5 separate regions of the Mus musculus genome follow, and regions 2, 3, 4 and 5 are each linked to region 1. Evidence: chromatin contacts called from public Hi-C and HiChIP or PLAC-seq data. All regions are on one chromosome and are shown on one strand. Each heading gives the region's core, a stretch centred on a gene start, on an enhancer-like site or on the middle of the called end of the contact. The rest is flanking DNA. Distances are from core to core; before and after follow the strand shown.

Evidence for each region. Hi-C and Micro-C count contacts between places; a contact is called where the count stands out from the background. HiChIP or PLAC-seq counts read pairs in DNA pulled down with a chosen protein or histone mark.
Region 2: a contact with region 1 is called in an H3K27ac HiChIP or PLAC-seq map of embryonic fibroblasts, with 7 times the contacts expected there. The contact joins two enhancer-like sites. A contact is called at or near these places in 6 of 484 Hi-C or Micro-C datasets (bone marrow-derived macrophages, embryonic stem cells, liver and 3 more) and 6 of 115 datasets of contacts at active chromatin or transcription factors (the NIH/3T3 cell line, embryonic basal ganglia, embryonic fibroblasts and 3 more).
Region 3: an H3K27ac HiChIP or PLAC-seq map of embryonic stem cells shows a contact between it and region 1, with 4 times the contacts expected there. The contact joins the promoter of Parvaos here to the enhancer-like site in region 1. A contact is called at or near these places in 6 of 39 promoter capture datasets (embryonic stem cells, hippocampal neurons, liver and 2 more), 2 of 15 datasets of contacts at CTCF or cohesin (the NIH/3T3 cell line and large pre-B cells), 2 of 484 Hi-C or Micro-C datasets (muscle stem cells and nephron progenitors) and 7 of 115 datasets of contacts at active chromatin or transcription factors (the NIH/3T3 cell line, embryonic basal ganglia, embryonic stem cells and 2 more).
Region 4: a contact with region 1 is called in a Hi-C map of the N1E-115 cell line, with 2.9 times the contacts expected there. The contact joins two enhancer-like sites. A contact is called at or near these places in 2 of 15 datasets of contacts at CTCF or cohesin (the NIH/3T3 cell line and large pre-B cells), 17 of 484 Hi-C or Micro-C datasets (the AML12 cell line, the AtT-20 cell line, the HL-1 cell line and 7 more), 3 of 115 datasets of contacts at active chromatin or transcription factors (extraembryonic endoderm stem cells, fibro-adipogenic progenitors and heart atrium) and 1 of 9 other capture datasets (embryonic stem cells).
Region 5: a contact with region 1 is called in a Hi-C map of muscle stem cells, with 3 times the contacts expected there. The contact joins two enhancer-like sites. A contact is called at or near these places in 2 of 15 datasets of contacts at CTCF or cohesin (the NIH/3T3 cell line and large pre-B cells), 11 of 484 Hi-C or Micro-C datasets (the AML12 cell line, the AtT-20 cell line, the N1E-115 cell line and 8 more), 2 of 115 datasets of contacts at active chromatin or transcription factors (fibro-adipogenic progenitors and heart atrium) and 1 of 9 other capture datasets (embryonic stem cells).

Annotation. Positions count from the first base shown.
Region 1 is chr7:112,866,389-112,870,701 of GRCm38.p6, forward strand. All of the region lies in intron 9 of Tead1 (TEA domain family member 1), which reads left to right. Among named protein-coding and RNA genes, the nearest start is that of Rassf10, 85 kb to the right of the region's middle. Within about 2 kb of position 2,558, at least 59 of the 459 cell types and tissues checked have an H3K27ac peak or open chromatin away from gene starts, as enhancers often do. A contact at or near this core is called in the N1E-115 cell line, the NIH/3T3 cell line, embryonic fibroblasts and 3 more, where this site is marked.
Region 2 is chr7:112,497,101-112,501,413 of GRCm38.p6, forward strand. All of the region lies in intron 1 of Parva (parvin, alpha), which reads left to right. Among named protein-coding and RNA genes, the nearest start is that of Parvaos, 36 kb to the right of the region's middle. Within about 2 kb of position 2,586, at least 96 of the 459 cell types and tissues checked have an H3K27ac peak or open chromatin away from gene starts, as enhancers often do. A contact at or near this core is called in the NIH/3T3 cell line and embryonic fibroblasts, where this site is marked.
Region 3 is chr7:112,533,606-112,537,918 of GRCm38.p6, forward strand. Parvaos (parvin, alpha, opposite strand) reads right to left here and starts at 2,078. Exons shown (of 5, transcript NR_154467.1): 1 at 1,303-2,078; 2 at 1,143-1,227; 3 at 876-989. All of the region lies in intron 1 of Parva (parvin, alpha), which reads left to right.
Region 4 is chr7:112,581,177-112,585,489 of GRCm38.p6, forward strand. All of the region lies in intron 12 of Parva (parvin, alpha), which reads left to right. Among named protein-coding and RNA genes, the nearest start is that of Gm24154, 35 kb to the right of the region's middle. Within about 2 kb of position 2,040, at least 16 of the 459 cell types and tissues checked have an H3K27ac peak or open chromatin away from gene starts, as enhancers often do. A contact at or near this core is called in the N1E-115 cell line, where this site is marked.
Region 5 is chr7:112,601,330-112,605,642 of GRCm38.p6, forward strand. No RefSeq gene overlaps it. Among named protein-coding and RNA genes, the nearest start is that of Gm24154, 15 kb to the right of the region's middle. Within about 2 kb of position 1,807, at least 54 of the 459 cell types and tissues checked have an H3K27ac peak or open chromatin away from gene starts, as enhancers often do. A contact at or near this core is called in heart atrium and muscle stem cells, where this site is marked.

The sequences.
Region 1 (4,313 bases), core at 1,308-3,807:
CTGGCTTTTTTAAAGGGCCAGTCCTGGAATCAGGACCTGTGTCTGGAGGGAGTGTTTGGCAGTTGCTTCCGTGTATATACAAAATCTCATAGTCGGACGCTGTGCGTGGTGTCCTGTGTATGCCTGTTAAATCCTGGGTAGTTAGTTCCTCAGTCCCTGCCCCGTCTCAGTCCTGGGACAAGGAAGGTCCCTTAGTTGAGCGTTGCCCCTCTATTCACCCCCAGCATAACCCCTCCCTGTCAGTTTTCCTCCGTGCCAGGCTCCATGTTTCCTGTCCACTGTGGTCTAAGTGCCAGAATGACCAGGCGCTGAGAGCAGGGTTGCTCAGATGACAGCCGTATTAGAGAAGGGGACACTGGTGAGGAGATGACACATGGTCCAGCTCTCTGATGTGTCACTGGAGCACCCCTGAGCAGGGTAGGTGCCCTGAGTTTGCCTTTGTGTGCCTGCACGGTACACCAGCCTTCCTTAGCCACACCATCAGCACTGTGCTAGGCATTGTGCCCTGAAAATGTGAGCCCTCCAGGAGAAAGGCTGAGTGACCCCAGTTTGCAGCTGAGCGCTCTGTGAAGCCAGAGAAACAAAGAATGTCCTTACCTGAACTCTTCCTCCTCGATTTAATGACGTCTGTATTGCATACAAAGATAGGATTCCTTGACTTATCAGCAGTGTGAGCCTGTTTCCCGGCTTTGATGTAGGGTCTCTGAGTAGCTATCTTAATTACAATTTGGTGCTGTCTTTAGGCAGATTGAGTGATGCCAAAATGTGTTTTGAACTGGTCTTAAAATGCTATCACAGGAAATAGGACCAGATGGTAGGTAGTGAGGACAAAACCTTGAGGATTAGCCTGCAAGAGGGAGCAGGTACCTGGAACGGGTGAGCACGCTGATGGAATGCAGAAGCGTATCAAGGAGGAGAGGAAGCTCCTAACGCAGTTTCCTGTCGGCCTCAAACTAAACAAGACACTGGCATTGCTGTTAGGACCCAGCCTTGGAGACCTTGAAGCAGTTCACACATGGATGGAAGAATGGGCTGTTTAAAAAGCCAATGGCTTGAGGCATTTCAGGGAAAATCCAAGGAGTAAGTTACTAATATCTAGGGAGGTCTCTAAGTGGACAGTGCCCTCCCACATAGCTCCTTTCAGTGAGAGGATGGACCATTCACAGATCCGCCTGTGGGGGACAGGGGGTGCGATGGGGGTTGGGGGGAGAATTGCTGCAGGGTGCCCAGGCTAGGGATCCTGCAGAGCCGGCATTCTGATCCTCGTTTCTCGGTGGCTAGAGTCTGGAGCTGGGGATCCTGGGCTCGTGTGAGTCATTTGTCCTTGCCTAAGGGATCCCAAATCCTCTCAGGAGACTTCGGCCTCTGACCCAGCTCTTACTGATGTTCCACAGAAGTACCATCAGATAACCTGAGTCCTTCCAGTAAAGCAATCGGGCCAACATAGGCCCAAAGATGATTTAATTTTCTTATCTTTATAGCTCCTTTCAAAAGCTTAAGTTCCCAGATCCAGTTAAATTCCTTTGTCAGACCGCAGTTCTGACGTTGGCTGGTTCTGGAAATGTCATCTGAACAAGTAAAAGCAAACCAGCATGTAGGAGCCTTTGTGTGAGGAGGGTGTAGAGTTGAGGATGGGTACTGAGTCAGCTGAAGGTTCCAGGCCTCAGGCTATGCAGGGGGTGCTAGAGCACTTACCTTGTCTCATTGAGGGGCGTGGCCATCTGGGCCAATCCCTTTCAGATTCTGTTGCAACTCTCTCTTTCACTTGACCTTCACATTGACCCCTGGAGAAGACCCAGCCATATGTGTCATTTTTGTGTTCAGATGGCACACAGACCAGGTCGCACAGCTCATACATAGAAGGTTCCTACCTGTGCATTCTTAGCATCCTTGACACTTAGAATACTTCATCCCAAAGTATATCTGATCCTCCAGGAGGGTGCTGCCGCTTGGTTTGATGGTTGTCTCGGGCTGGGTGGATCTCTTGGGTTTTCCTCTGTGGTCTTCCAGGGGGACCTGAGAGATGGGGTGGCATCCAAGGCTCTGCATGATGGCCAGACGTGGTGTGATCCCTCAGCTCTCGCCATAGTGAAGGATGCTAAGTTGTCCCACACCAGCACACAGCTTCCCATGGCTGCAGCCTGTCTGCTGGGTGGTTTATATTCTCTGAGCTGGTCTGGGAACTCACCCTCTTTCTTCATTAGCCTTTGGGGAAGAGGCAATTGAAAGCATCTGGAAATGCAGGTTTTATAGACATTTCACAGAGACCCAGCCAGGCTCCATCTGCTTTTCTTGGCGGGTCAGCTTCCCTCCCGCTTGCCATCCCAGTGCCTACCCTTCATTCAGCCATGGTGTCTCTTCAGCTGCACTGGGTGGAAAGAGGAAGCAGGAAGGAGGCATCCCGGTATAACACCCTGAAACTACAAGGGATCGAGCAGCTTGTTGGGTTTAAGCTCTGGAGGAAACTGGTTCACCTTCTCTCTGGCAGCCTCATAGAGACCCATGCAATCCCCATCCTCTCCTGGCTGAATCTGCAAGTCACTCTCTTGGCTTGACTCCACACCCACTCCCTGCCATCAAAGGCTGCCCAGGCCACCCTGAACCCTCAGGTTCAGACAGACAGTCCAGGCTGGATCGTGACAGGAAGCAAAGGCAGGTGATTTGTCCTCTCTCTGATTCAGCTTAGACATTAGTATCCTTCGACATGAATTATTTGTCTTGGTTTCTTTAAATTCCTAAGTGGATTATAATTTTTCTCTTGGTATTATTTGACAGCAGTCATTTTTCAAGGTTTTACTAAGTTCTTCAAATACTTGAAATTTTTGGGAGAAGTTTAGGAAAATATCGCCACCTTCAGGTGGTTTGCTGTAGTGCAGCTCTCAGCTCTATCCCAGGGCACAGAGGGTTATTTGTAGTTTTCCCCTCCCCTCCCCTCCCCTCCCCTCCCCTCTCCTCCCCTCCCCTCCCCTCCCCTCCCCTCCCCTCCCCTTCCCTTCCTCCTTCCCTGCCTCTCTTTCTTCTTTCAAAAATGAAGCGGTCACATTGGAATTCCCTAAATAAGATAGATCATCAGTCCTATTGAGGAAAGAAAAAGGGTTGGGGAGAGAAAGGAAAACCTTGAAGCCCCGCTAGCCATTGAGATCTACTGTCTCAAACTGGGTACATCCCCAGCTGCTCCATCTCATTTTGGAGGACAGGCCTTTTATGCTTCCTCAAAAGGAGCCTCCTGGGTTAGAGTCTGCTATCCTAACGGAAATCAGAAGCTTGGTCATGAACCCACCTCAGCTCCAGTAGTGACAGTAAATAACCTCATGACAGTGGGAATCACCCCGATGAACCTGGCACTTCCCGCCCTGCAGTTCTGTTTTAAGCTTTTCTTTCCATTTCGTAGCTGTTTGAGGGAGTGCACCGATGGTCTCTCCTCAAGTCGGGGACTTTTTTTTTTTTTTTAAAGTACACTGTAGCTGTCTTCAGACGTACCAGAAAAGGGCGTCAGATCTCATTATGGGTGGCTGTGAACCACCATGTGGTTGCTGGGATTTGAACTCAGGACCTTCACAAGAGCAGTCGGGTGCTCTTACCCCCTGAGCCATCTCTCCAGCCCAAGTCGGGGACTTTTACAGTCATGGAATAAAGAGTATCCATGACAGACTCTTGGACAGGCCCAGTTGATAATGTAGTTTCCGTGCATTCTCTCACTAGTCACTAGATTCTCATGCAGGGAAGGCACTGCCTTAGAATGGAGGCAGCTGGGGTAGAGAGGCAGAAAGCCCCAGCCAAGAAGTTTCTAGAAAGTGGATGGAATCAGCTGCAAATCCAGACTGAGAACTCAGCCAACTCCAGCGTCCAGGTCTCTTCATTCCTCTATGGTTTCCATAGGCAGTGAAGATCAAATGGAGCAGGGACCCGGAAGACAGAAACCTTGCTTCAGTGAGGAGGACTGTTGACCCCTCCAGCACCTCCTGTCTGTGACTCTCAGGATTTTCATTCAACCTTTCAGGCTCGTAGTGACAGTGACGACAGACTAGGGTCACAGAGGTAGAAAGAGGAGCTGAGAAACTCCAGATCCCAAGAGATCCTGCCTGTGTTGGGAGTCTCACATGTACACGGTTACCCTAACTGCTGTGAGCTGTCTTAAGCCACAGGAGAGTTTTACAGCGTGACCCATGCTTCTTTGCAGCCCAGGGGCTTGTAGTCAACCGAAGTAGACATCCTGAAAATCATACTTTTGTTTCCTTTCATGTTTTCTTTTTCCTTCCTCATGCCACCCGCCATGTTCCACAGTAGCTTTGCATGGACGGCTAATTGAGCCA
Region 2 (4,313 bases), core at 1,336-3,835, 370 kb before region 1:
CTGGTTTTTCATCTCGACCTCTGATATTCTTTAAACTGCCACATCTTTCGGCTTCATTCCCAGTGTGTCAGAACTTAACTCGTCCACCTGCACTGCGCCTGACAACAGCTTTCGAATGTTGGGAGAGAGTGTTCCTCCTCCTAAGATGTTATTCACAACATAGTGAGTACAGACATGACTCACTCTTTAGTTTAATCCACATTGACGTTAGGTCTAGATTAACAAAACAAGAAATTAATCACGGATAAGGACTCTTCCTGACACACAGTTTTCCCTAGGTGTCAGGACCCTGAGTGAATAATGGGAGGAGATCTACTTCTGTTCTAGTGACTTGAAAATGTAACTAATCTCCAGTATAACAGTAACAAAATGTTACACTGGGAGCATTTGTTACCTTTCTTTCTAAGGATACAACAGTCTCCTTTAAGCAGCAGTTTCGCTTGCTTTCTTGTTTCAGGTTCTCCTGGCCAACCACAGTTTGAATATGTTAAATGGAACATTACAGGCATGAACAATTTATAAATTTTAAACTACGTGTTCTTCTAAGCGGCATGCTGAGATCATATGCCATCTTTTGCTGCCCTGCCCAGAGTCCTCCTCTTCTGTTGACCTACTGTGTCCACACTGTGTGTACTTCCTACTCCCCGGACACTTAGCTGTCTAGGTAATCAGGTAGAATGTCAGGGGATCACGGTGCTTTTAAACAGGTTTCGGCACTCTGTGACGCTGGCTGTCTACTGGAAGTTTTGAAATGTTAACCTTAACGCCACCCCCCGTCATAGATGAGGGGCATCGTGCTTTGTAACTTGTTTTTAATGTAATATTTTAGCTTGTTTAATTGACTTCCTAGACATTTAGTGCCTGAGAAATCACAGCTCAACACCATGCCTTCATTCCCAGTGAAGGCAAAAATCTCCTTAGGTTAAGAGTAAAGCCGGGCGTGGTGGTGCAGGCCTTTAATCCCAGCACTTGGGAGGCAGAGGCAGGTGGATTTCTGAGTTCAAGGCCAGCCTGGTCTACAAAGTGAATTCCAGGACAGCCAGGGCTATACAGAGAAACCCTGTCTCGAAAGAAACCAAAACCAAACCAAAACAAAACAAACAAAAACAAACAAACAAACAAACAAAAGGAGTGATGGGCTTTTCCTCACCGTGCCCTCCTAGACACACAATTAGCTAGTTAGCAGAGGCTACCTCTTTTCTGAGTCTTGGGAAGGGGGTATAGATGGGAAGGGGGGTTATAATTCTAATGCCATCCTAATGGTGATTTAGTGACTTCTGTAATAATGTATATTTATTTTATGGATTCTGTAGTAACTGCACATTCCACATTTATTTCTGTATAACAAGGAGACAGACAGACAGACAGACAGACAGACTGGTTGTGTATAGCTGTAGCAGAGGACATTAAAGAGAGATTCCCTAGGGCAACCATCAAAGGAGTTATCCTAAGGTAACTGACTCCCTCCTGGCCCCTGACCTCACCTCCTCAGAGCCAGAGTCGTCCAAACCTGCCGGATAGGTTTAGATGAGCGGTCTACCTTTAACCCCCTCTGATGCCATTAGCAGGAAGGAACAGAATTCCTCACTGCACACAGGCCAAACTTATCAGCAAAGCAAATGTTTATTGAGAAATTTGACCAGTACAAACTCCTCCTGCCCAGCTCCAGCCTCCTCCACCTCGATTTCTTTTATTTAAGCAATTGATATCCCTTTCACACACATGGGAGGGAGAGTGGGGGGGGGGGAGGAGCAGCCTGTTGGCCCTGCTCTAGGACTGACTCCCAGGACACAGTGCTTATATTAGTTGATAAGTAAGTAGATGGCTGCCTAGATGACCAGCCAGAGCCCCCACCCCACCCCCTGCCTGTGCAGGCCACCTCAGAGCCCTTCCCCAGCAAGCAAGGACAGAGACCCTGGCATTTGACAGGCTGGCTGCCAGTGTAACCCAGATGTACTATTCACACCTGCCCCTTGTTCACATCCTCAGGGTTGTGAGCTTCTGACTGGCTACCACTGCATACCCAGCCCCCATCTGCAGTCCCTGCCAGAAGTCGCCAGCCCCTTTCATGCCCGTGGGATCCAGTAGAGAACTCAGTGTTTAGAATCAACCCAGGCGGCTGGAGAGATGGCTCAGCGGGTAAGAGCACTGACTGCTCTTCCGAAGGCCCTGAGTTCAAATCCCAGCAAGCACATGGTAGCTCACAACCATCTGTATTGAGATCTGACACCCTCTTCTAGTACTTCTGAAAACAGCTACAGTGTACTTAGATATAATAATTCAAGGGAGGAGGAGGAAGAGGAAGAGGAGAAGAAGAAGAAGTATCGACCCAGGGCTTCCAAAATCCTAAGCTCTTCTCAGGCATTTCTGCTCCTCATCTCCAGTCCTCCCATGCCTGGGTGGGTCCCCTCCTGTCTCCCCACATCCCAGTTCCTTTAAACAGGTCCCCGTGTGCTCTTACCAGCCCCGGAAGGCACACCTGTCTCCTCATTAAGGCCCTGCCAAGTGTGACAAACTCACCCTCACCCAGCTGAGACTCGGGCCATCTGGGACTTTCCCGTGTCTTCTGTTGTTTCTAACTTTAACGTCACTCCGACTCAGCACCAGCTGGAAATTCCCAGCCTTCCCTGCTCTGGCTGAAGCTGGGGTCCTTGGAGAAGCAGAGACACTAGCTTCCATTGGAGTCACCTATGCTGACCCAAATCTCAAACATGGGACCACTACCTCCGAAGGAATAAGCTTTCCAGAAGGACCGCACTGTGATGACATCCATGATATTTATGATATGTATTCGTAATAAAATCACCTTTTCAGTTATCCTAAAATCCTGCCTATTCTGCTTTGGGTTGTGAAACACTGCTGTAGCTGAGTAATGGTTAAGTCATGGGGATTTTTTTTTTTTTTTTTTTTTTGCCTCACTTGTTTTCTTGCTCACGTCTATAAAATATTGCTTACAGATGTTTGAGAATTTATATTAAAAAGTGAATTCCAATAAAAAAGCCTGTTAATTCAGTGATTTAGCCTGATTCCTTAACATGCCCCCCCTTTAAAAAATAACATGTGTGCTTGGGTTGGGGGGGGGTGTCTTCCTGTTGTCATTTCCTGAGATAAACGTGTTGGGAAAGGAAGAACGTTGGAACAGACGTAAATATCACTTTATGTAACTGACGATGAAAGCCGAGTTTAGAGAGCCTGAAGAGAATGCAGTCTGACTTGCTTTGAAAGAGATTTATGATCATGGGGGCCAATGCTTTGTCTCCCACGGGTTCTGTTAGTGACTGTTAACTCCTTCAACTCCGAGTTACTTTGTGCAGCCAGAGGAAGTGGGATTGCAGGTAGATGGGAAAGGCAGGAGGTGGAAGCAAGTCACCCAGACAACACCAAAAACTACACACACACACACACACACACACACACACACACAGGAGCAGGTTGACCATCAAAGAGCCACATTTGATCATGTGGATATGTGCTTTATCTTGTATTACGTGTAAATATGTATGTCTGTACGTTTATGCACATGGGTATAGTGTCTGCCAGAAAAGGGTATTAGATCCCCTGAAACTGGAGCTACAGTTAATGGTGAGTTCCCTGATCTGGGCTGGGAACTGGATTTGGGTCCTCTACAAATGGAGCAAGCACCTTTAACCACTGAACCAACTCTTCTGCCCTGGATATATCTATTTGTGAATTTTTATTTCATTTCTATTTGTGCATAAATGTATTTGTCTGTGAGTATATGCATGTATAGGTGAATGCCCGTGGAGGCTGGACGAGGACATCACATGTCTTGGAGCTCAAGGCACAGGCAATCGTGAGCTCCCTTGTCTGGGTGCTTGGAACTGAACCTGGGTCCTCTGAAATAGCAGCGAGCACTGTCAAGTGCTGAGCCATCTCTAATTCTAACTGTGTAAACACTGTTGGGGGGAAAATATTCTTGGTTTATTTTACAAAGGAAGACACGGACAAAATGATAATAATTCAGCAAGACAGTTTCTTCTTGTAAAAAGGGTGACCAGATCGGCAACTAAGCTAGTAAGCACACTTGCCAAAATGACCTTTTATCTGTGACACAGGTGGCGGCTACATCTCATCCCAGCGGTGGGAACTTGGCTTCACAACACGGCATGCAATGGGCTAATCAGTACAAAGGAGAAGGGACAGTTCAGGTAACACAGGCCTTGGGCAAGCTGACTTCCATAGCAAAATGTGTCTCAAAATATTAAGCGTACTGATGTCCCAGCAGGTCTTTAGGTTATCATTTTTCCGTGTTATTATCAAGACTTTCCATACTGTCTTTTTATTTTATTTGT
Region 3 (4,313 bases), core at 828-3,327, 330 kb before region 1:
TCAGTCTGTCAGTGACAAGGAAACAGCTCCCTATGGCTGTGACTGAGAGATTTATATTGCCCACATCTTGATCCTCTGCATATTTAGTTTGGTTTCTCCCAAGTGTTACATTTATGCTACTGGAATGGCACTACATTTAGTTTAAAATTCCAGTTGTTCTTTCCAGTATGTGGGAGGACGGTCAGCTTGTGCAGTGATAATGGCACTCCCTGCAGCCTAGTGACACTCCCTCTGTCTCCTCCATTGGAGGCGTTCTGCTCTTTCTTTCTCTATGACTAAGCCCAAGGCCCTAACACTCTGGCCCATCCACATCTCTGCCACTCCCTTGTTTCTCTTCCTTGAGTATGTCCTAATGTTCAGACATCATCACTACTGTCTCACCCCCTACCCTGTTTCCCCAAACCTCCCTATTTTCACACATAAGTGCTTTGGGGTAATGACAATGTAGGCGTTTCAAAGTCCTATTCAAATGTCCCTTTTGCTAGGAACCCTTCCACTTCCCTGTGTTCAGCTTCAAAATCAGCCTCATTCCACACAAGTTCCTCCGGTTCCCATCTGGCACCTAGAGTGGAACACACTAGTCCCATGGTTCCCCTGGGCCTGTCTTCTCCACTCCTGGGAGCCGAGTGAGGCATGTCTCCAGGCTCTAGAGGAGGCATTCAGTGGTGCTTCTCAGTTGAGTGAATATAATTAGGGATCCTGCACAGGGAGCCTCAAACTCATTATGTATGGACTTGAACTTAGGATCCTCTTGCCTCCCCTCCACAGTGCTGGAGTTGCTGTGTGCACCCGTCCCTGGAGATGGAACCCAGGGCTTCAAGTGTGCCAGCCCAGCCCCACCCACCAGCCCAGCTCCACCCACAACCCTCTTTCACCTTTAGAAAACTTTTTCCATTCTTTTTTCCATACTTGTTTCTCTCCTGGGGTTCTTGGGGTTCCCAGGCATAGAAGTTTAGGGTTCACCAAGTCCTGTGGCTATCCTGTTCTTTCTGGGGAGAAAGAGGAGATTAAGTTACTATCAAGTACAGACCTATGCTATCCACGTAATCCTTATCCCCATGCACTAACTGGGTAGACTGTCCCTGGTCCATCTGCTCTTCCAGCTTACATAGTAAGGGGTGGTTTCCGGGGCAGCAGCTCACCAGTATCAACAACGTCCTCCCCCTCTTTTCCTTCCTTCTTGACAACTTCAGCATGTTAGCTTCTTCGGGCAGACTTACCTCTTGGCTATAAAAGAACCATAGCAAAGTTATACATAAAAGCCCAATACAATGCTGGAGAGAAGAAAGGAAAAAGACTTACCTTCCATGGGACTCTTTCTTAAATGGGGGGAGATTATTCCTAGAAACTCCTAGAACTATTTCCACTCAAAGCTCTGACTAGAGTTGTATCATATGGCCCCCGAGGCAAGGGTGGGGAGCATCATTACTGACTTGAAGCAATCAGGATCTCACTCTAGACCCAGGAGGGCAGGTGGATCCTAGATGAAAATGGGGGTTCTTTCAAAAGGATAAACACGGGAGGAAAACAGACGAACGGCTTCAGCTCTAACTGCAGGAAGCCACATCAGGTCCTCCGGCTAATAAAACCAGAGCAGGATTCGAATCCACCTCTTCAAGTCCCCAAGCCTGCCTCTGCTGGATGTGGACCTCATTTCAGATGGCATTTTCTAGAAAATAAAATGAGATGAAGAAACCCCTTTTCTTGGAGTGAACTAAGGCAATCTCTGCGCCTTCGAAGCCGGCTCTTCCGCTAGCCGTTTAGGGCTTTTATTAAGTTATGACTAATGGCGGGTGAGCAGCTAGAGACTGCACCCTCGGGCCGGGAGCTTCAACCCATTCTCTAGAGTAAACAACATCTTCAGATTCTGCGCCGCCGAGAAAATTCAATCGCGGCCCTTTGTCTTTCCCAGCTCAGGGCCTGGCAAGCAGGCTGCTGCTGGGCCCTGCTCGGGTTGAATAGAAAGGAACCTTCCAAAGCAGGGCGGGCTGTTTTGGGAAAGTGGCTGCTAATGGGGCCTCGTGGGGCGGGGGCCAGGCGCAGACTGAGCAGTTTGCATATTGGCTTTTCCAAACAACTGGCTCTGAGTCAGCGGTTAATGGAACGGGAATGGGGTTCCTGCCCAATGGTTTCTTCCAAACACCCATTTCCAATTGTAAGCATATCTCAGCCTTTCTTCTGGGGCTTGTTATGTCTCTGTGAGTGAATTGAAGAGGCAGGCCAGAGGGCGGGGTTCTGACTGTAGCTGTGTTCATCTGCAAACATTCTGAACAATGCTCTCGGAGGGGAGACCTCATTCAGACCCACCTTTAAGAGTCCCGGCTGGGAATATCATCTTTCTAGTCAGATGGAGATATTTTAAGACCACTGTGTTTATTCTCTGGCTCTAGCTACATTTGGGGCAGAAGTGGATTTTCTTCCTTCACAAAATGCGGACTGGTCAGGAATAGTGTAATCTTGTAATCTCAGCACCCAGAAAGCCAAGGCAAAAGGACTGCTGCAGGTTTGAGGCCATCATGTGCAACATAGTGAATCTGGGAGCAGCCTGGGCTACCTGGCAAGACTCTGTCTCAAAAGAACAAAACAAACGCTACAAATTCTATCTCAGAAATGCACAATAGTGCACGCAGAGTCGGGCTAAAGTTCAGACTAAAGGGTAAATGACTCTTGGCCCAACACTCTCCCACGACCCCACCCTCACCCCCACCCCCACCCCAACAACATGAAGGCCTTTTTAAAACTCCTTGGGTAAATTCTGCATCTGCATCTAGCCTGTTCCCTAAACAGTGATCTTTGCAGTCTGAGTTACTTAATCAATACATACTCGCCAGGTACAGAGTATTAGAGGTATCATCTTAAATAGTAGCAGCAGCTCATATATCCATGGTTCTTTCCAGGGACCAGGAACTCATTTTATCTTCTCAAGAGATCTAAGAAGTTGGCAATATTATTTTTACTCCCATCATGTAGATGAGGAAACTGAGGCACAGGAAATTAATGGGTTTGTCCAAGGTCACATAGCAGAGAAAGTGGTAGAGCCTGAGTTTGAATCTAGGCATCTAGTTCCTAAGCACGTGCTATCTGACCTCTTTGGGAATCTGATAGTAAACAGAGGACAAAGTGTCCCCTGGCTAGAGTGAGGCTCAGTTGGAAGAGTGCTTCCTAGCATGCACAAAGCCCTGGGTTCAGTTCCTAGCACCACATTACCACAGAGCTGATTATACATGCTTCTGATCCCAGCACCACGAGGTAAAGGCCAAAGTTCAAGGTCACTTTGCCTGCTGCTATGTGAAAAACTTTTCCTGGGGAGGCATAATACCCACATCTACTCATCCCAGATAGGAAACCCATGACAGACCAAAGTACAGATATCACCAAAACAGAGTTTGGCGAACCACTGGGTTTTATTGGGGCCATCTACAGGAATATGGCTGAAGGGTTACTTATAGGACGAGAAGTGACTCAAAGATAGCTGTACTACTGAAGCCCACCCCAGTGTGGGTGACAGCTCACAAAGTTGGAAATCGGAAGCACACTGCACAGCCTGCAGGCCGCTCAACAGGTTGTAAAATGCCTCAGTTGGTCTATACCTCTTCCGGGCAGCTGGTCTGGTCTCAGAGCCTTCTTTTATTTTATTTTTTCCAATTTTTATTAGGTATTTAGCTCATTTACATTTCCAATGCTATACCAAAAGTCCCCCATACCCACCCACCCCCACTCCCCTGCCCACCCACTCCCCCTTTTTGGCCCTGGTGTTCCCCTGTACTAGGGCATATAAAGTTTGCAAGTCCAGTGGGCCTCTCTTTCCAGTGATGGCCGACTAGGCCATCTTTTGATACATATGCAGCTAGAGTCAAGAGCTCCGGGGTACTGGTTAGTTCATAATGTTGTTCCACCTATAGGGTTGCAGATCCCTTTAGCTCCTTGGCTACTTTCTCTAGCTCCTCCGTTGGGAGCCCTGTGATCCATCCATTAGCTGACTGTGAGCATCCACTTCTGTGTTTGCTAGGCCCCGGCATAGTCTCACAAGAGACAGCTACATCTGGGTCCTTTCAATAAAATCTTGCTAGTGTATGCAATGGTGTCAGCGTTTGGATGCTGATTATGGGGTGGATCCCTGGATATGGCAGTCTCTACATGGTCCATCCTTTCATCTCAGCTCCACACTTTGTCTCTGTAACTCCTTCCATGGGTGTTTTGTTCCCAATTCTAAGGAGGGGCATAGTGTCCACACTTCAGTCTTCATTCTTCTTGAGTTTCATGTGTTTAGCAAATTGTATCTTATATCTTGGGTATCCTAGGTTTGGGGCTAA
Region 4 (4,313 bases), core at 790-3,289, 290 kb before region 1:
TAAGATGATTTGATCTGTACTTAGAATCCAGGCACACTCTCCCACATTCGTTCAGCCACTTGCACACTGTTCATTACATCTATTGCCACCAGAGTATTATGCAAATCGTTGTTATATGGCCTTGTTGAGGAAATAATGAGTAGGGGGGGAATCTGACCTGTTCGGTACAGATGGAGGCTCTCTGTCTCTCTCTCTGTATCTCTCTGTATCTCTCTGTCTCTGTCTCTCTCTCTCTTTCTCTCTGTTTCCCTCTCTTCCTCCATCTGTCTGTCTGTCTGTCTCTCTCTCTGTCTCTCTCTGTTTCCCTCTCTTCCTCCATCTGTCTGTCTGTCTGTCTCTCTCTCTATCTCTCTCTCTGTTTCCCTCTCTTCCTCCATCTGTCTGTCTGTCTCTCTCTCTCTCTCTCCCTCTCTCTCTCCCTCAGTCTCACTGTCTCTGAGTATGTGCGTGCATGTGTACCTATATGCACACAGAGGCCAGAGCAAACAATGCGTGTCTCCTCTATCACTTTCCACCCTTTGAGTCAGGGTCTCTCCTTGAGCCTGGGACCTGTGGGCTTATTTAGGTTTGTTTTCCCCAGCAAGGCTGGCAACCAGCAAGCCCCAGCAATCTTCCCACAGCATGCAAGGCCACGCCCAGATTGCTGGGGGTGTGGCTATGAACTCAGGCCCTCGTGGTTGGGCAACAAATACTTGTCACCAGTGAGCTATCTCTCTAGCCCTGAAAACTTTAAAAATATTTTCTACACTCTGTTGTCTGAATCCCTGAATGTAGAGCCCGGGGATGCAGAGGGCAGACTGTGTGAGATCAGGGGAGAGCAAAACAGAAGGGACTGCTCAGGCGTGCCTGCAGTGTTTATGCCTGGCTGCATGTGTGCATCTGAGGGTACGAGACACGTCACTGTTAGCCATTATCCTAGTACACACTCTTGGTGCCGCTTGCTGCAGTTTTCCATGTAATCAGTCCTGGCAAGTAGACACTGGGCTGTGGATCATGTCTGTCAAGTTGGAACTCCGAGACGGCCATCCACAGAGCCCTGTGCTTGTATCGTCCTTGTCACTAAAAGGCATGGGGGCAAGCAAAGGTTGTGGCTCCTACACCATATTGCTTTGTTGCCTCCAAACCAAGATCTGCCTTCCAGACCCTGCACCTACATCTAGCCCGCCTGGGACCCTTCACATCGTCATACACAGTGAAGACAAGATCACCTCTTCCCTTAAGGCTCCTGCCACCAACCAGAGGAAGAAAAGCATCATTAGCTGCCCAAACAGCATGAGAGTCATGAGAGTTGTTGAGGCGGGGTACAATGGAGGCTGTGTGGCTGGGTACATAAGAAACAGTAGGATCCACCTAAGGCCAGTCAGAACATAACAGAAGGTCTGGCAGAGCTGTGATAGACATCAGGATGAAGGACTGAGCCACGGGCCCAGCCAAGGACAGGGACCTTAGTTTGTGACTCCTACAGGCCCAGATACTGTCAACTATGGTTGATACAGCTCAATGATTCCCTTTCATTCCCACCTTGTCCCATGTCCATGGTTACCTCTAAGGGAAGGCCTCTAGAGTGACAGTGTTCCCTGGGAGCATTCTCCCTGGCTTGACCTGATTCTCCATCCTGATGCCCTAAGGCTGCAGCAGCCCCAGCACCTGCCTTGGGGTACACTGGCTTCACTTTCTTATCCTCAGGGTTGTGAGCCTAGCCTTTAATGGCTATGACATCTCTCCAGCCCCAGCTTCACTTTCTGTGGTTGGCTCCTTAAGCTGCTTCATGGAAACTTCCAGCCTGCAGGCTGGAAAGGCTTGTCCTGATCTGTTGGTGTTTGGGCCTTTGTTTCCCTCTGGACAGGGAGAACTCTCCCAGTGTCAGGCTATAGGATGGTTTTGGTATATGGATGAGGTTTCAAATGTGATTATTGACTCACTTCATCTGAAACTTCTCAAGCGATGTCAGTGGAAAAACACATGTATCTTATTTGTTGTTGCCCTGGGCATCGTGCCCATGCAGAAAATTTCCAGGCGTTAAGGGGGGTGGGGGTGGGGCTGAAGTGGTGTTCTGTGAGGCTGGACTTTGTAAGCAGCAGATCTCAGCGTTCCCTCTGGCTTCCATGCTCCTTCCTAGGGGAGGTTTCCTAGTCTCCACTGGGATGTGGTTTCCTAGTCTACGCTGCAGGCATTACAGGTTCTTGAAGATGTCTCCAGATCAAAACACCTTGATGGAGGCATTTCTCGTGGCAAGATGCTGAGGTCAGGAGTCCTCAGAGCTCTGCAGTCCCCCATATTACATCTTAGTCTTCTGCTGCCAGGCTTCAGAGCTTCTCGGTGCTCTAACGCGCTTAAGCTGAGGGTGAGCCTCACATTCACAGCCAAGGGAGTGGCTGAAACACCAGGTGAGGAGCCAGCCTAAGGGCACAGGGCTGTACTCCTCAGAATGTGAGAGGCTGAGGTAGGAGGACTGCAGACTCAAAGCCTGTCTGGGATTTAGAGAGTGATTCTAGGCCAGCCTGGGCTACATAGAGAGTTCAAGCCCAACCTGGGCTATTTAGTGAGAGCCTGCCTGCTGGCCTGTCTGCCTGCTGGCCTGTCTGCCTGCCGACCTGTTGCCTCCCTGCCTCAAATTAACATATAAAATGAAGGCTGGGGATATAGCTCAGTGGTAGATCACTTGTATAGGACCTGGGCTTAATATTCTAGATAGATGAGAGAAGAAAGGAAAGAAGGAGAGGAAGAGAGGGGAAGGAAGGAAAATCAAGAAGGAGAAATGAGAGTGGCGAATATTGCTATCAGGCTGTTGGTTTGTTTTGGGGGGTATGCATCTTCAGATGCACAAGCCTCACCATTCCCACCATTCAAGAGGACTCAGCGATGAATATGGACAAGATTCCAGTGTGCCGGGAAGGTTGGGCCTCAGGAGAAGCCCAGCGCAGTCAGGATCAAACTGTGGACAGCCAGCAGACGGAGGGCATATACAAACCTCAGGAGTCTGCAGGCTGGACAGGCTGTGTGGTGAGCACCAGCTGACGGCAGGGCAGTTCCCCTGGTCAGCTCAACATGGCTGGACGTGGTCTGTGGCCAGAAATGTGAAGGATATCCCCAGCCGCCTTCCTCATTGCTCTGGGTTACATACAGTGTGCAGAGCTGACAGTAACAGCTTCCTCAAACTCAGATCATCACAAAGGCATGGAGCCATAGGAAAAAAATGCAGGGGTAAGAGTGAATGGCCACAGCCATGTTGGAAAACAGTCTTCATTTGGAGTTGTTGGGTAGCTGTAAGAATGTCAGAGTGGGCCAGGCAGTGGTGGCACATGCCTTTAATCCCAGCACTTGGGAGGCAGAGTCAGGCAGATTTCTGAGTTTGAGGCCAGCCTGGTCTACAGAGTGAGTTACAGAATAGCCAGGGGTATACAGAGAAACCCTGTCTTGAAAACACACACACACACACACACACACCACAAAGAATGTCAGAGCGACAAAATGTGAGAAAGACTGGCCTGTTCATTGCTGACTAGAAAGTGTGCTGTAAGCCAGGGCATGTGGGCAGACTCAGTGGCACAGAATATGGAGAAGCGTTCTGTACTGAGCCATATAAGCCAAATAAGCACCCTGATTGCTTCCCAAGAGACTGACTGTGGACTTGGTGGCATTGTCCATTAGTACCACCACCATGAAAAACAGCAGGGAGTGGTCTTCAGAAAAGTATAAATGGAGCCTCTGTGCAATGTAGCAATCTCACTACTGGGATCAGCCAAAGGAGATGAATTGAGTGTGTCAGAGGCACACCTGCATGTACCTGTTCACTACAGCAGCCACAGCAGCCAGGAGATGGAACCACCTTAAGTGTCTGTCAGTGGATAAGCAGAAAGGAACTATGGAATGCTATTCAGCCATCGAAAGGCTGAGTTGTTGTTTGTGACAACATGTGTAGGCTTGGAGGATGTGATCTTAAGTGAAATAAGCCAGATGCAAACAGCAAATATCTTTGTCATGTGCAGACTCCAAAGGAGGTAAGCTCACAGAAATCAAAAGCTTGATGTTCTCAACCCAAGGAAATAACCATTGATAAGCATACTAATTACATTGATTTGATCATTATGTAAAATATTCACAAACAGAGATACCTCACAGAAGCCTGAAACTATTGGATATTTAAATATATATAATAAAGCTGGGTAGTGGTGGCTCCTTTAATCCCAGCATTCAGGAGGCAGAGGCTGGTGGATCTCTGTGAGTTGGAGGCTAGCCTGATCTACAGAGCTACTTCCAGGACAGCCAAGGCTACACAAAGAAACCCTGTCTTGAAAGAAAAACATACATGC
Region 5 (4,313 bases), core at 557-3,056, 270 kb before region 1:
GAGAGTGGAACCTGGGTCCTCTGCAAGGACACGTGTTCACAACCTCTGAGCCATCTCTCCAGCCCTAGTTAGTATTTTATTAATTTACATCTACTTGTCTATTAATGAGTACACACATACCATGGTGCTTATGAGATAGTCAGAGGACAAGTTCTTGAAATGAGTTCTTTCCTTTCCCCTTATGGGTTCTGGGAACTGAACTCAAGTTGTCAGCCCTGGTGGCAAGCTGCCTGCCTGCAGCAGGTGTCAGCCTTATCTGCTGAGCTATCTTGCCAACTCTGGGTATTACTATTTTGTATTATCTATTTAATTCTATATTTCTCTTCTTATTCTCTCTCATTTACTCAGCACACATAATGTATTTTGCACTTTCAAAATGTATGCAGCTCTGTCAAGATTCAGGATCATTTTTCTGCTTAGCAGACAGAAAAGGGAGTCTCAGGGAGGGGTAATTTGCCCACAACTTCTTAGTGTCCAGCCAAGAACAAACTATTAGGTCTCTCTGTTTGGAGCCCACCACCTTTGCGTGAGTCACATGCTCTGTGTCTCTTGAGTCACCAAATGTTCCACATTACAATAAAAGACTCATTGTGAAGCCAATACATGGGTATATAGGTCTCAGAAGTTATTATCCATAAATAGTTTTTGCCCATTTCTTTGTCTGTTTCATTTCATCCAGTGGAGACTGCCCTTCCCCTACCAAGAGACACAGAGCTGGTGAATGGCTCATCTTCTACGGGCCCTTGGCTTCATGGTTAATTCCCTACAAATAATTCAAGGATGAATATGTCTCTGGTCTCCTTTTTAGACCTTTATTCCCAATCAAGAAAAGGGGTGGGACCATTCCTCTCTCTTGAATTCATGTATTTGCACATGTGTGTACACCCATGTGTACATGCACATGCATGTGCCTGTGGAGGCCAGAAATCAACCCTCCATGCCATTCTTTAGGTGTGGTCTACTTTATTTTTGAGACAGAGGCCCTTGTTGTCCTGAAGCTCACCCATTATGCCAGGTTGGCTGGCCAGCTCCCATCTGTGTCACATTAGCCCTGAGATTATGGGCGTGTGCCACCATACCTGATTTTGTTTCCACACGGTCCTGGGGTATCCAGGTCCCATACTTGTCTGACAAGCACTTTAACCAAGTGAGCCATCCCCCTGGTTCTCCCTTGGTGGTTTTGGGAATGAATTTTCCTCATGTCGGGATCTCCGATGAGTCATTTCCCGGATCCTACCATATGACTACTTTGAGCATCTCGAATCACACCTTTGCCACAAGCATCGCCTCCGTGCCTCAGGAAGTGACTTCAGGAACATCCAGGCCTGTGGAGCTGCTTCAGGGTCAGCAGAAGAGTCTAAAACACCACAGGCAAAAATGGAAGACATTGTCAGCCAGGTTGTCCTTGATCTTCCAGGCCTGTCGGGTTCCTGGGGGTAATTCTAGTCAGAAGCCATTTACCACTCTGGGTTGGAAATCCTTTCTACCCTGAGAGCATACCTTCTGTACCTTCTTGTCGGCCCATCAAGAGGTGGGGACAATGAGTCCCCCATCCTTCACAAGAAACCCATTTTAAAGTCTTTACGCCACAGATCTCAGTGTCCTGGGGTATATCTAGGATCCTGAGACCCCTGGAGCACTTGAGTTTATTCATATTGAATGTGTGCCTTAGGGGAAAAGCACTTGAGTTTATTCATATTGAATGTTTGCCTTAGGAAAAAAAAAATTGCTCTAGGTTCCAGAAAATCTGTCCAACTATCTCCCACTGGGCTCCGGGATTCCTAAGATCTTCAGAAGTTGGGCCCAGGATCAACACAAACCCAGCTTCTGCTGCGTTTCCACACATTTCCACATATCCTGTCTGCCTAGCTCCCCGCTCTCCCACTTGTCTTTTCAGAGACAGTCTCATGTAGTCCAGGCTACCTGGAACTTACTCACTGTGTAGCCAAGGGCCCTCTTAAACTTCTGGTGCCCTTGCCTCCTTGTAGGAGGATCACAAACATACACAGTTTATATCGCCTCACGCAGCCTGGGCAAGCATTCTACCAGCAGCTAGCCTGTTTCCTCACCTTTACTCAGCTTGGAGTTCTCACCCCGAGCTCTCTCCTTGGGCTCTAACTGGAGGCTTTCGTTGCTTATGGCCATCTTATAGCATAGGGCAGACAAGCAGAGGACATATTCTTCAGACTAAAGCCAAGTTCAAATTCTGAGACTTTGGTTTACCAGTGGCTCATCCTAAGGAGTCAGTCTTTCTGAGCTCAGTTTCCCCTCATCTTCCCCACCTCCTAGTGGTAATGGTAAAATACAGAAGGTCTGTGGTAAAGGGAGCAAAAAGGTCCAGCTCAGCCTTGATGCGGTGGTCACGTCCCACAGCCCAACTAAACAGACTCCCTTGGTGCTTAGCACAGCTTTCTTAATTAACTTGAAATAAATCTTTGCCAGCTTCCTCGGCTGCCTGGAAGGAATTTCCCCTATGGTCCTGTTTTAGTAAAGAAAGAAGTCAGAAAACTGAACGGTCAGTAGTCAGCAGGTACTGAAGAGAGCTATGAAGTAAGCCGGATGCATCCGGCTTACTTCATAGCTCTTGGCTCTGTCTGGAGTAGAGGAAAACCTGGAATTACTGTAAGTTCATCATAGCAGCTGGTCCAAGCAAAACCCGCCAGACTTGCTTAGAGGCCAGCTCTGGATTGCAGCGATAGCTGTGGCCTTCTGAGAGGCAAGAAGAAATTATTTATCTAACTTTTTTTTTTCTCAGTCCCAACCAAGAATTTTCTTTGGCTCAGAACAATGTTAAGGGCCGGTTCTCATTTGCACGGAACTCATGTGAGGATATGAATCTCTGACAGTGTTTGGAGACTTCTTAGAAAGACAAGCACTTTTCTTTCCACGGGTGCCTGTCTCATGATTCAGGAATAATTATTCATCCAGGAAAGCTAATCCTCGGGTCTCATTTGTGCTTGGATTGTGCCAGAACTGCCCATATAAGCACACTGTAATTTTCCACCGCATGCCGTCTGGGCATCACGAAGAGAGCCACCAAAGGCCATTTACCCTCCTTCCAAATTGGCAGTCTTTGTCTACTTGAACCCATGTTAACCAATGTGGCACATTTTAATGCATCTCACTGTGTCAAGCTGTGGCAGCAAATTAGAGTGCAGATCTTAGCAGCTGCTTCTAGAGCGGCTGTCTGGATTCTTCTCTGCAGCCCCGATGCCTCATGCCAGCCGCAGAAAAATGTGCCTATTAATTATATGTCCTGGAGAGGTTTCAAGACAGCCATGCCTGGCTGAAAATGTTGCCTTTTGTGCCTTCGTGTATGCTCACACTCTCGAGTAAGTGAGCATATATGTGTGCAGGTATGACTGTACCTGTATACACACTTGAGAACAACCTCAGATGTTAGTCCTCAAATGCCTTTTCCTTGACACAGGATTTCCCACCTTGCCTGAAACTCAACCATTGGACTAAAGTAGATGGACAGGGAGCCCCAAGGACCCGCCCCTCTCTACCTCCCCAGACTGTTACAGATGCATGCTATGGAGCCTGACTTTATAAACATTTCATTTGTTTATTTACCCATCTATTGATACATTTACCTCTCTCTCTCTCTCTCTCTCTCTCTCTCTCTCTCTCTCTCTCTCTGTGTGTGTGTGTGTGTGTGTGTGTGTGTGTGTGTGTGTGTGTGTGTAGGGTTGGGAGAGGCACATGAATGTCCCTGAGTTGTAATGGAGGTCAGAGGACGACTTGCAGGAATCTATTCTCTCTTTCTCCCATGGATATAGAACCCAGGGTGTCAGGCATGGCAGCAAGGACCTTTCCCTACTAAGCCAGTCTCTACAGCTGGCTTTCCTTTCTTCTTTAAACGTGGGTTCTGTGGGTTGGACTCTGGTTACTGACCAAGCCATCTCACAGCCCTCAAATGTCCTCATTTTTATATTATTATATGATAAGCTTTGAAGCAAATAGTATTCAGAGGTGACTGAGCAGTCCTGGAATGGAGTAGTGGAGCGTTTGAAGAAAACACCCAGCACCCCCCAATCAGATCCACATCTCCTGTGTCCAAGCAGTTATCATTCCAGAGTTGTGGCCAGTGTTGGTTTAAAGAGCCATTGCGTTTCCTTGGTTTGCCATTCTTCTGGAAATTGGAATAATCCAAGATACTCACAAAAATGGCTATTTTTCCGGCTCCTAAATCATGAACAGAACTTTGTTTGTTTTTTGGTTTTGATGTTGTTGCTGGTTTGGTTCATTTTGGTTTGTTTGGTTTGGTCTTAGTGTGTTTGTTTTTGAAACAGGGTCTCACTCTGTAGCTC